Linked DNA regions of Mus musculus: regions 2 and 3 are each linked to region 1. Evidence: chromatin contacts called from public Hi-C and HiChIP or PLAC-seq data. All regions are on one chromosome and are shown on one strand. The core of a region is the stretch at or near the end of the contact, and the rest is flanking DNA. Distances in the headings are between cores, read along the strand shown. Region 1 has its middle 80 kb from the start of Gm46517. Region 2 has its middle 50 kb from the start of Gm46517. Region 3 holds the start of Cdh6 (cadherin 6).

Evidence for each region. Hi-C and Micro-C count contacts between places; a contact is called where the count stands out from the background. HiChIP or PLAC-seq counts read pairs in DNA pulled down with a chosen protein or histone mark.
Region 2: a contact with region 1 is called in a Hi-C map of pancreatic cancer cells. The contact joins two enhancer-like sites. A contact is called at or near these places in 2 of 484 Hi-C or Micro-C datasets (nephron progenitors and pancreatic cancer cells) and 1 of 115 datasets of contacts at active chromatin or transcription factors (extraembryonic endoderm stem cells).
Region 3: a contact with region 1 is called in an H3K27ac HiChIP or PLAC-seq map of extraembryonic endoderm stem cells, with 5 times the contacts expected there. The contact joins the promoter of Cdh6 here to the enhancer-like site in region 1. A contact is called at or near these places in 6 of 39 promoter capture datasets (frontonasal cranial neural crest, liver, maxillary cranial neural crest and 2 more), 8 of 484 Hi-C or Micro-C datasets (the AML12 cell line, cerebral cortex, cortical neurons and 2 more) and 5 of 115 datasets of contacts at active chromatin or transcription factors (embryonic stem cells, extraembryonic endoderm stem cells, kidney and 2 more).

Annotation. Positions count from the first base shown.
Region 1 is chr15:13,365,983-13,369,484 of GRCm38.p6, reverse strand. No RefSeq gene overlaps it. Among named protein-coding and RNA genes, the nearest start is that of Gm46517, 80 kb to the right of the region's middle. Within about 2 kb of position 1,709, at least 24 of the 459 cell types and tissues checked have an H3K27ac peak or open chromatin away from gene starts, as enhancers often do. A contact at or near this core is called in the AML12 cell line, extraembryonic endoderm stem cells and pancreatic cancer cells, where this site is marked.
Region 2 is chr15:13,235,788-13,239,332 of GRCm38.p6, reverse strand. No RefSeq gene overlaps it. Among named protein-coding and RNA genes, the nearest start is that of Gm46517, 50 kb to the left of the region's middle. Within about 2 kb of position 2,267, at least 10 of the 459 cell types and tissues checked have an H3K27ac peak or open chromatin away from gene starts, as enhancers often do. A contact at or near this core is called in pancreatic cancer cells, where this site is marked.
Region 3 is chr15:13,171,968-13,175,590 of GRCm38.p6, reverse strand. Cdh6 (cadherin 6) reads left to right here and starts at 1,916. Exons shown (of 12, transcript NM_007666.4): 1 at 1,916-2,077.

The DNA.
Region 1 (3,502 bases), core at 460-2,959:
CATGTTTAATTATATGTCTGTCTATATGTGGCTATATGTACGCACAAGAGTTCAGGTGCCCCTGGAGGCCCACGTTGTCAGACATCCAAGAGCGATGCTTGCAGGCGTTATTCCCAGCCGAGATGAATGTGGGTAGAAAGCGTGACCTCTGTAAGAGCAGTATGGTATCTGAAACTCTGAGCCATCTCTCCATCCCCTCTAAATCTGAGCCTGAGAAAAAAATTGCAAAGAAGAAACCCCTCTATGATAACTCCCAGACAGCAAAGATATCACTTAATATTAGCGCACTAATTTTTTAAATATTTTCTCTCTTGCAAAGATAAGAGTAAAATTATACACAACACAACTTATGTTTAATAGTAACTGAGAAGGAATTTGGATTTACTAGTAAACACAACGACAGTCTTCTGTTTGAACAGCAAACAGTCACGGTCTGATAAGATGTGAGGTTGGATGGACAATTAACAATTAACTCAAGACCCAGTCTCTCACGATGTAGTGTCTCCTGCATACCAGACAGGGCTTTAAAAGACTCATCGTGGGCCAAACATTTGAAATATCATTGCCAGTCAGGAAACACAAGCCAGTCAGTATTACATCTGATGTCTCGACCCATGTTACAGATATCCCCTGAGGATTTTTTGTAAAATAGTATGACTCTGTTGAGTTAGAAACCAGGAAGAAATATAATGCCTTGAAAAATAGAGACCAACAATGGAGATTGAAAAGGCAAATGCATGACTCATAGACAGTGGACAAAGAACTCTTGGCTAAGATGCTCAGGGATTACGTGCACACACATGGGTGTTGGTTTGCTAACAAAGATAGGACCTGATTAATGCATAATGTTCCATGTATTATCCTCACTGATTGGGGTAATGCAGACTGCTACGGATACACTTGGATAATTAACCAAGGCAGAATAGCAGATAGTAGGTGAAGAATTATCCATGGGATAAGAAGGCAAGAAAAGTGACATATTTGTGGGAGGAGATAAATCCAAAGTTTCTGGATTTGCCAGAAGAAACGATGATAGAATAGTTCTTCCCCCTGGGACCTTGAGAGGGTAAGATTTGGCACCAAGATCAGAAGAAATCTGGTCTGATGAGACCAAGTATATGGGAGATTCTCCCTTTCAGAATGAATACGTCCGATTTCCTAAAATGTAACTGAGATAAATTTAAACACAATTTTAACTGTGTGGAAATATACAGGGAGAAACTTATCTGCATCCCTAGAGTGCTCACACATAAAATATTCCTCAGCTGATTAGATGTGCCCTTCCACGTCTGAGCACGGGCACACACATCGAGACTGATGGAGAGCCTCTACTTAACATTACATGCATAGTGAACATTCGAATAGCTTCAACGTATTTTAGGAATATGTTTGAAGGATTGAGCTGCCTCAGCCGCCTGTCACACCGTTGACATGAAGTCATTCAAATGCTTGTCTGTGGCAATGAATCCCAGCAAAAGTTAAACAAAAACACGGGAGGCCGACGGCACCGATATTTCTCCACGTACCTTCTGTTAGTCATTATTCACCATTTATATTTTCTTTTCTTGTAACCCACCAGTCTAAAGGTAAAAAGAAAAAGAAAAAAAGAAAGAAAAGAAAAAAAAAGAAAAACCTGCAACAGCTCCTACTGACGCCGATGAGTAATGATACATTCAGCTACGCATGAGGCGAGGAGCAAATGATTAACCACTTCGTCACTGCCCTGCTTACTTCCAGAGCTGTGTCAGTGTGAAGGATGTTCTGTAAACATACGCTCACATATCATCTATTGGATTCAGGCAAGCAATGGTCCTTCCAAAGCTGCGGTCTTAAGTATCGATTTTTAAAAAGGTATCGGGTCTAACAAGTGACCTTCGAGGCCTCAGTTAACATGAGCTACAGCCTAATTCCCACAGTGACCTGAATCAGGGAAATGTCTCAGCTCTGGCTAATCTCTGAGTGACAAGTCACTTCTAAAAGGCCTGTGCAAAGTGCCTGACCTCAGATGATGGCTCTTGTTTATAATCTAAGTAACGCTGACGTGACAGCCTCTGCCATCGAAGTACAAGCAGGAGGAAAACAGAGAGGTTATGGAGCTCTACAGGAAAAAGAAAGACCAGTGCGCATGTCTCTGAACTCTGCACAACTGCGTTCTATGAGAAGCTTATAAGCCTCTCATATTAATCATTCGTCTGTCTTTGATGTAACTCTGTGCATTCGGGATAATTTTGCACATGTAGCTATTATATACGACCTCTTGTATGTTTTGCTTTACGCTGATTCCAAATCCTGCACAGTAATGTGTACGTTTATGTCATCTCGAGGAACTGCAAGATGACCACTTGTCTCCAAATACTTCTGAAATTCATAGGATTAGCAATAATTGCTTCAGACTCTAGGCAGAGTCAAAAGGTAAAGGAATAACTTTATTTCTGTTTTTGTGGCTGCCTAGGAATTCTAGGAGAAGAAAATTGATATTTAGATATCATTTATTAATAATAATTTGTTTCAAAACTTTTACAGTGACTAGGGGCGAGGGAAGGATCTGTGAAAAGCTTTAGAATTCTCTGTGAAGATGACTTGTTCCGGGTGTTGATGACAGACAGGTGTGAAAGGATGACTCTTAGGAATGCTTTTGTAAGTACAGGACCAAATTTTCACAGCCTGGCTTAACAGCTTCCTCAGAGTAGACCAAGGAATTTTCCACGGTACAAGTTGTCTAGACAAAGTTTCTGTCTCACTCCCAAACACACGCCCTTACCCCATGCCTTACTCATGTATCTTTGTCTCCCTTACTCATAGACATCCTTTCAAATAAAAGGCAGCCTGGTGCATGCAATCTATGGAAATAGATATTTGGATTCCAGCAACTTGTTTATTTAAAGAAGTTGTGCAAAGACCAGGAAATACTTCTTTTGTCCCTTATCAGTAATAAGTTAGACTTTTTTTGTTGATATAAGGTGTGTAGATAAATAAGGGACATAAAGAACCTCTCTTGAAGAAAGACCAAAACAGGGACAACATTTTCTCTAAGAAAAAACTGAAGAGAAATTTGATTGTATAGTTAAGAGCAGAAAATATTAAGAATTTGCTGGCTGTGAGGATAGAAAATTTTTTTGTCTACAGCTTCATAATTAGCAGTTAAAGCCACGGATCTACCCCAGCTGTACCTCAGCTTAGCTAGGAAAGTTCAAAAGTTGCCAATGCTAAGCCAGATGTGCTGGCAGAGGCCGTTCATCCCAGCCCTGAGGAGGAGGGATCAGGAGTTCAGGGCGTATAGCAGGGTACATCTCAGGTACATAGCAGGCTTGAGTCATAGCCTGGGTTATATGAGACCTAATCTCCAGAAATAGATAATTGCCAGCATTGAAGTTCATACTAGAGATTCCCACAATGACTTGGTACTGTCCAGAAATATCAAACAATTATGACTTTCAGTTTATATTTAATGTTTGGGTGGGGTCTTGCTGTGTAGACTCTAACTGGGCATGTTCTATATAGA
Region 2 (3,545 bases), core at 1,018-3,517, 130 kb after region 1:
CCTAGAATCACCGGCCTAGGGATGGTGCCACCCACAGTGGGCTGGGTCCTCCTACAGCAATCAATAATCAAGACATTATTAATTTTATTAGTGTTATAGACATAAGAATATTTTAATGATCAAAGCACACCCAAAGATCAGTCTGATAAAGACAATTACTCAGTTGAGGCTTCTTATATTTCAGGTGACTCTAGGCCATGTCAATTTGACAGCTAATGCTAACTAGAAAAAGATGAAGGCATCAAAGACATAATGATTTTATGTAAAAGTACGAACTAAATTTTCCTATATGGCTTTATGTCAAATAATGCTCATTTTCTGTTAGTTGAAAACAAAGATGACAAATATTTAACAGTTTAGCGTTTAATGTATACAGTCTTTCTATACTTAGAAAGAGAAGGAAGTCATGTCTGCCAGGAAGTTGCCATACACATACATAGTGTATATGTGCATATTTATGTTTTTCCTCATTTATTCCCAACAAACAGGCATATAAAAAAATAAAGCATGCTATCCATATATTTGTAGTTACAAATAATTAAGAAACAAAACTTACTCAAACAGGCCTGAAAATGTCTTATCAAAAAGGTCAAGAAAGTTTTGATGATTAATTTGATTTCTTATCAGTGTCCTCAAAATCCTTACCTCTGTTTTGCCACATAGTTTCAGAGGCCACCTCTGTTGTCTGCTATTCCAAGTAAAAGTAGAACCTATCAAAAACAAAAACAAAAACAAAAACAAAAAGGAGCACGGTTTCTACTGGATGTCTTTTCTCAGCAATCACATAGCAAGGGCTAGAAAGATGGCTTTGTGGTTAAAAAGCACTGGATACTCTTACTGATGGCCCTGGCAACTCAAAACTCTCTGTAACTCCAGGGGCTTTGACACCCTTGCACAGACATACAAACAGGTAAAACACCAATGCACAAAAAAAAAAAAGAAGAAGAATAAATAAATTTCTAAAAATGCCCCTCACAGGACATTAAAAACAAACAAACAAAAAAAAAGCCAGTGGTGTCTGTGTATACCTTTAATGACAGCACTGGAGAGGCAGAGGCAGAGGCAGAGAGGCAGAGAGAGGCAGAGAGGCAGAGAGGCAGAGAGAGGCAGAGAGGCAGAGAGGCAGAGAGGCAGAGAGGCAGAGAGGCAGAGAGGCAGAGAGGCAGAGAGGCAGAGAGAGGCAGAGAGGCAGAGAGGCAGAGAGGCAGAGGCAGAGAGGCAGAGAGGCAGAGAGGCAGAGAGGCAGAGGGGCAGAGAGGCAGAGAGGCAGAGAGGCAGAGAGGCAGAGAGAGGCAGAGAGGCAGAGAGGCAGAGAGGCAGAGAGGCAGAGAGGCAGAGAGGCAGAGAGGCAGAGAGGCAGAGAGGCAGAGAGGCAGAGAGGCAGAGGCAGAGAGGCAGAGAGGCAGAGAGAGGCAGAGAGGCAGAGAGGCAGAGAGGCAGAGAGGCAGAGAGGCAGAGAGGCAGAGAGGCAGAGAGGCAGAGAGGCAGAGAGGCAGAGAGGCAGAGGCAGAGAGGCAGAGAGGCAGAGAGGCAGAGAGGCAGAGAGGCAGAGAGAGAGGCAGAGAGAGAGGCAGAGGCAGAGGCAGAGAGAGAGGCAGAGGCAGAGAGAGAGGCAGAGGCAGAGAGGCAGAGAGGCAGAGGCAGAGAGGCAGAGAGGCAGAGAGAGAGGCAGAGAGGCAGAGAGGCAGAGAGGCAGAGAGGCAGAGAGGCAGAGAGGCAGAGGCAGAGAGGCAGAGAGGCGAGAGGCAGAGGCAGAGGCATGTGGATGCTCTCCTTTACAGAGCTAGTTCCACAACAGCCAGGGCAACACAAAGAAATCCCATCTCCAAAAACCAAAATAAAAGTAAAAATGATAGACAAAAAATATCTTCCTCTCTCCTTTTCCTCCCTCCTGCTAACGAGACAGAAACCCACACTCCTCTGGGCCTTTGACTAGAAAAGAAGGAAGAGTTCTCATGAGTGTTTCAAGTGTCTGTAAATTCTCGAGAGTCTACTGCTTTCCCTCTGAGCTCATGGTTATCCATTAACAGTGGATTCAATTCCTTCAAACTCAGAGCTTGGCCAACAAAGTAGACACGGTGACAGAAAATCAAAATGTCTGCTGTAGACATTCCTTTTCATTTTGTCAGTCTTATTATTAATAGATTCTAGATTTTCAGATTTACGTAACTGCTAAACGTTATGTTTAACTTCAGGGTGAGTAACCACATTTTCCAGTGACTTAGACAATGCAGGTAAAGAAAAGCCTGAGTCACCCAGCATGCACCCTTGTTCCCCACTGAAGGTGAACTAGGGAACTCTGACCTTCCTTCTCCTGTATCTTACACTGAGCAGACAGTGTTTTCCCAGTCCATTTAAGGGCCATCTTTGTAAAATGGTTGTGCTGTTTTTGCGCGATTTTACCTTTAATATCATTCTATTTGGCATGTTGAAATACCATCTCGTGTTTTTAAGTATAAGTATGATTTGATGATGTGGCTGGGGACAATTTATATGTTAACTAAGCCACATCTGGACAGGGCTGTGGACCATAAGTTCAACAGTAAAGAATCCAGGGTGTGTTAAGTCAACTGCAGAAACACACATAAAGATATGTATTCTTCTGTTGACAAAATGCTGTGGTGGGAGGCTCGCAGGAACCTGCTTCCTTAAGGAGTAATGACTTGGTACCCACTAAGACAGCATGCGAGAGAACTTTACAGACCATAACTGCAGCAAATGATGAGAGTCAGAGGTGTAATGAAACTGAAATGTGGCTAAGTCAAGTCGCACAGCCATAAATTGATGCCAGACCACAAATCCAGATTCAATGACCTTGTTTAGGACTCAGGGATTCATTCTGAGAGCAAGGAGAAGACAACAGAACTGCTGTAAGGAAGAAGAAATGGGAACAGGCCTGCATTTCTGGAGCATCATTCATGGCGACATTTGGAGAATAAGTCAAGATAAAGAAAGAATGGAATTAGGGAGAAGAAGCCAGAAGGGATGACAAGCCAGACAAAAGGTGATGTGGTGTAAGAAGTCAGGGACCTAGGCTTCAAATTGCCTTCCCCTTTGACAACAGGAAATGAAGCCCTGCAAAGATATAGATGCTGGCTATCAAAGAGGGTGTAAGAGGGACATAATGTAATGTAAAAGAACAGCCAAGTGTAAGATAAAAGAGTGATGTACAGAGATAAAAAGAGGAAAGGGGCGTAATTTCAAAATATTACCAAACACCAGCCAAGTCTGTCCAATTTTCAGATTCTCTTCTGAACATCTTGGCAAGGACCTAGTTCACAGCCTCTATTAATACTAGAACATTAAATTTTAATAAGTGGAAAAATGGAATTCATAAGGTTTCTCAGTTGCACCCAGTGGGGAATTGGCCAGTCATTTGTGATTTTGCACATCTCTTGGCTGAAACAGACTTACAAATACAGATCTGAGCACTGGAATATATCATGTAAATATGTGGCTTTCCCTCGAGGACCTTCTGTCCCCCAAGTCATGATTGAATTACAATTGACTTATAAATATGATACTCCCACCTGTGATCAACACCA
Region 3 (3,623 bases), core at 667-3,166, 190 kb after region 1:
TTTTCCTTCGTGAGACATTAACTGCTTCGATGGATAGAAAATCTACTTCACTATGACCCTTCATATAGCATAAAATCAGTTAATTTATACATCTGTCTGCTAGAGACAATCTTACAAAATGTGTTTTTAACATACTCGCACATGTTCCGTTATTAATTTATCATCACACATGTTAGTAAATTATATCTGCATACATTTTGTGGATATACACTAGTTGGCATGTACACATTTGGGTATTTCGCCTTTTGTTCCTTCCTAGTTTTATTATCTTAGACATAGTCCTTAACCTTTACTGTGCTTTTATCAATCTATTTCCTCTGTCCTTTCTGCCAAAAAAAAAAATCATATTAGCAGAAGAATCCCATCAAATGGTCTATAAGAATACTTTGTGAGCTGTAAAGGACTGTACAGACATACCAAGGTAATCTTTCAAATTAAGAAGTCTACAACCTGAGGAATGAATGAATGTGAACCAGCTGTCCTCTCCCCCATCCCTCCTCCACTGCAGTTCAAATACCCACATGAAGAGACCATGTTCAGCCTCCTTTCTGCAAACTGCAGGCATCTATCTCCTCATCCCAAGGATGGCTTTTCAAATCTTGCCAGCATCCATGTGCAGAACATCTGGACTAAGACCGTTCCACATACAATTCTTTGAAGCACCGGCTGCCTGGAAGAAATACTTTGATTTGGGCTTCATTAAAATGCCTCAACTTCTATTAGGGACACAAAAGATTTTTTTTTCTAGTAAGAGCTCTCTTGGGAAGAAGACCGACCTCTAGCTAGTTAGATCACTCAGAAGCCAAGTGGCTGGAATGTCACTAAAGCACCATGCAATGGAAATCTTGCTGCGAGCTTGTAACATGCAGAAACAGCTGGCTTGGGTCTGTGGCTGACCCGGGGTGAAACCATTGTGGTAATTAGATTTAATTTTCTTAATCCAATAGTGCTTGACTGCAACGTGTCTGCATCTCCTAGGCAGAAAAGGCATGATTCTCCTTTAACAATGCTTTGACGTGTTTAAGACTTCTGCAGCTTAGTCCCTTCAGAGAAGTCACTTCTTCTCGAGTATAAGGACACCCATCCAGACAGCTATGTGTATCAAGGAGTTTCACATAGACGTTATCTTGCTTCAGTAACTTCCCAGAAAGATCTCAACACAACAAATACGTCTTAAATATCAATATATATCCTATTCTGCTAGTTCAGTGTGCCCTGCTATCTGCTCATTTAGAAAGATGGATCAGCCACGAAGACATTGATGAGCCCGGGGCGTTTGGATTTGAACCGCTTCTACACTCTCGGGGGCATATGACTTCATGCTACAGCTCTCTGGGGTTACCCACTCTGCAACAGCGCCAGAGCTCCAGAAGCTACAAGGGGGGAAAAAGTGTTCTTGAGATGAGAGAAGCAAAGACTGACATTCATGAATCTGTCTGCTCGCGTCTGTTTATGTTATACAGAACAGCCGTCGGTATTGTTACCTCAGAAGACCGGGGTTATTTTATTCGAGTGCAGGTCGTGCGTACTGTCTCCCCCCCAAACTGGCTCACAGCGCCACGCCGTACCATGTCGTGTCCCCGGGAATCTTAATTGCCTGGGCTATTAGAAAAGAACATCCGACCGCTGCTGGTAATTGAACACGGTGCATTTTGATAGCTTAAAAAGAAAGATCAGATAGAGTCACACAAGTTCTCAGTATGTCTTAAGCCGTCCCCCCTAAAAAATATATAAGAAAAAAGAGGAAGGGAAAGCCTGGGGCAGCGGGAGTGTTCCAGAGAGCGAACTGCTCCGGACTTCAAACACTGGGAGTCATTCTGTCAAGGGGAGGGGGCGGGCGGGGGCAGGCACTGGGCCTCTGTAACAAAGTCCTCCTCTCTTTGCTCCCTCCCACTTCATTCACTTGCAAATCAGTGTGTGCCCACAAGAGCCAGCTCTCTGGAGCCGTAACCTTCCCATCCCGAGAGCTGCAGTTCCAGCCACAGCAGCAAGAAGCACAGAGCAGAAGACCGTGGTGGAGGCAGGAGCATCCTGGGCGAGTGGCAGGGTGTCCCCAGGAGCCGGAAGGCAAACCGAGGTGGGTTCGGTCTCTGTTGCCAATGCGGGAGCTTGTGCGTGCGTTTCTTTTCTCCCTTGCCTTCTCTTTCTTCTTTATACATAGCTATTATTTTAATTCCGTAGCGTTGATGGAAGCCAATCAGAGAAAGAGAGCGGTCCTCTGCGCCGGGTGTTGCGGTGCACGGAGTTGGGAGGGATGCTCAGCTGGGAGCTGGGGTGCGGGCGGGCTTGCGCGCGAGTCCGGTTGCATTGGTGGCGCTGCTGCCTCTGCCCAGGACCGGCGCCGCTTCCCGGGGAGCCTGGGCGCCGCTCCTCCGCCGCCTGGTAAGACCGAGACGCCTAGGGTTCTGCGGGGGGTGGCAGGGAACAGTGTGGAGGAGAGAAAGCTGCTGCCGAGGTCCACTCCGCGGGGCTGGCGGAGGCGGCTAGTGGAGCCCTAGCTTTGCAAAGTTGGCTGGTCAATTACCAAGGGCGCTAGTGAGTGCCGGAGCGGTGGAGCCGTTTGGGGCTTGATTGATTTCCACCTACCCAACAATACAAGGGTCTGTGTGGTGACTGCTTGGCCTGAGTTATGGGATTTTTTTTTTTTTTTATGGCTTTGAGAGTAACGCAGAAATTAATTCAGGTAGTCGGGAAACTCTGGAATGTTCCCAATAAGGCAAACTTACAGAGATGGTTTGGCCGAGAGAACGAGCTTAAAGAAAACTGTTAGCTCGCATGTTCCTAGCAATGCCTTCAGGCTTTCATAGAGCAGAAATGCTTAGGTTGCAAGGCAAGTCCGACACTGGACTTCGAAAATGGAGCACACTGTCCAGGGAAAAGTCATGTGGAAGACGCCGCTCGCTGGTGCTCTTCCAAGGCTACACACACACACACACACACACACACACACACACACACATCTGAGGGAGAATGCCTTCCTTAGACTGGAGAGCAGGAGGTCTGGTGCGTCTGATGTGAGGTGTCAGATGCAAGAGTGAAGTCCCCAAGGCGTTCATGTGGAATTTAATGAAGGCGGGTCGTTGCGGAGTCCTATAATGCCGCAGAGCTGGGGTCACTTCCTCCTCCGTAGTTATTCGCCTGCCAAGAGTTACGGTCCATCTCGAGATGGGAGATGCTGGCGAGGTCAATGTGGTACTGAGAAATGTTGTCGCTGCTGCAATAAAATCCATATTTTATGGGAAGTTACGTGAGGGTCTTTGTATGCAAGGGGCTGGTTGCCTAACTTAACTACTACCGAGAACATTCAAGAACCAAGAAGTTTAATCACGTGGAACATTCACACATTTCTCTCTCCCACTCATTTTTTTCCTATGAAGACACTTTTTTTTTTTTATGATAGTCACTGCAAGCTCTATCGGTCTGTGTCTCTTCACTTTCACTTACTGAAGTCACACAGTGCGAACCAGAAAAGCTATTTCCTTTAACAGTGTGTCTGGGGCGTACTTCTGTGTTGGGGGGGGCGGGGGGGGGAGAATGCTAATTGTGAGCTTTTGCGGTGGTTAATTATCAGGGGCGGGTGTGTGTGTGCAAACTCCTCCCTGTGATTCTAAGGGAGCCAGAGA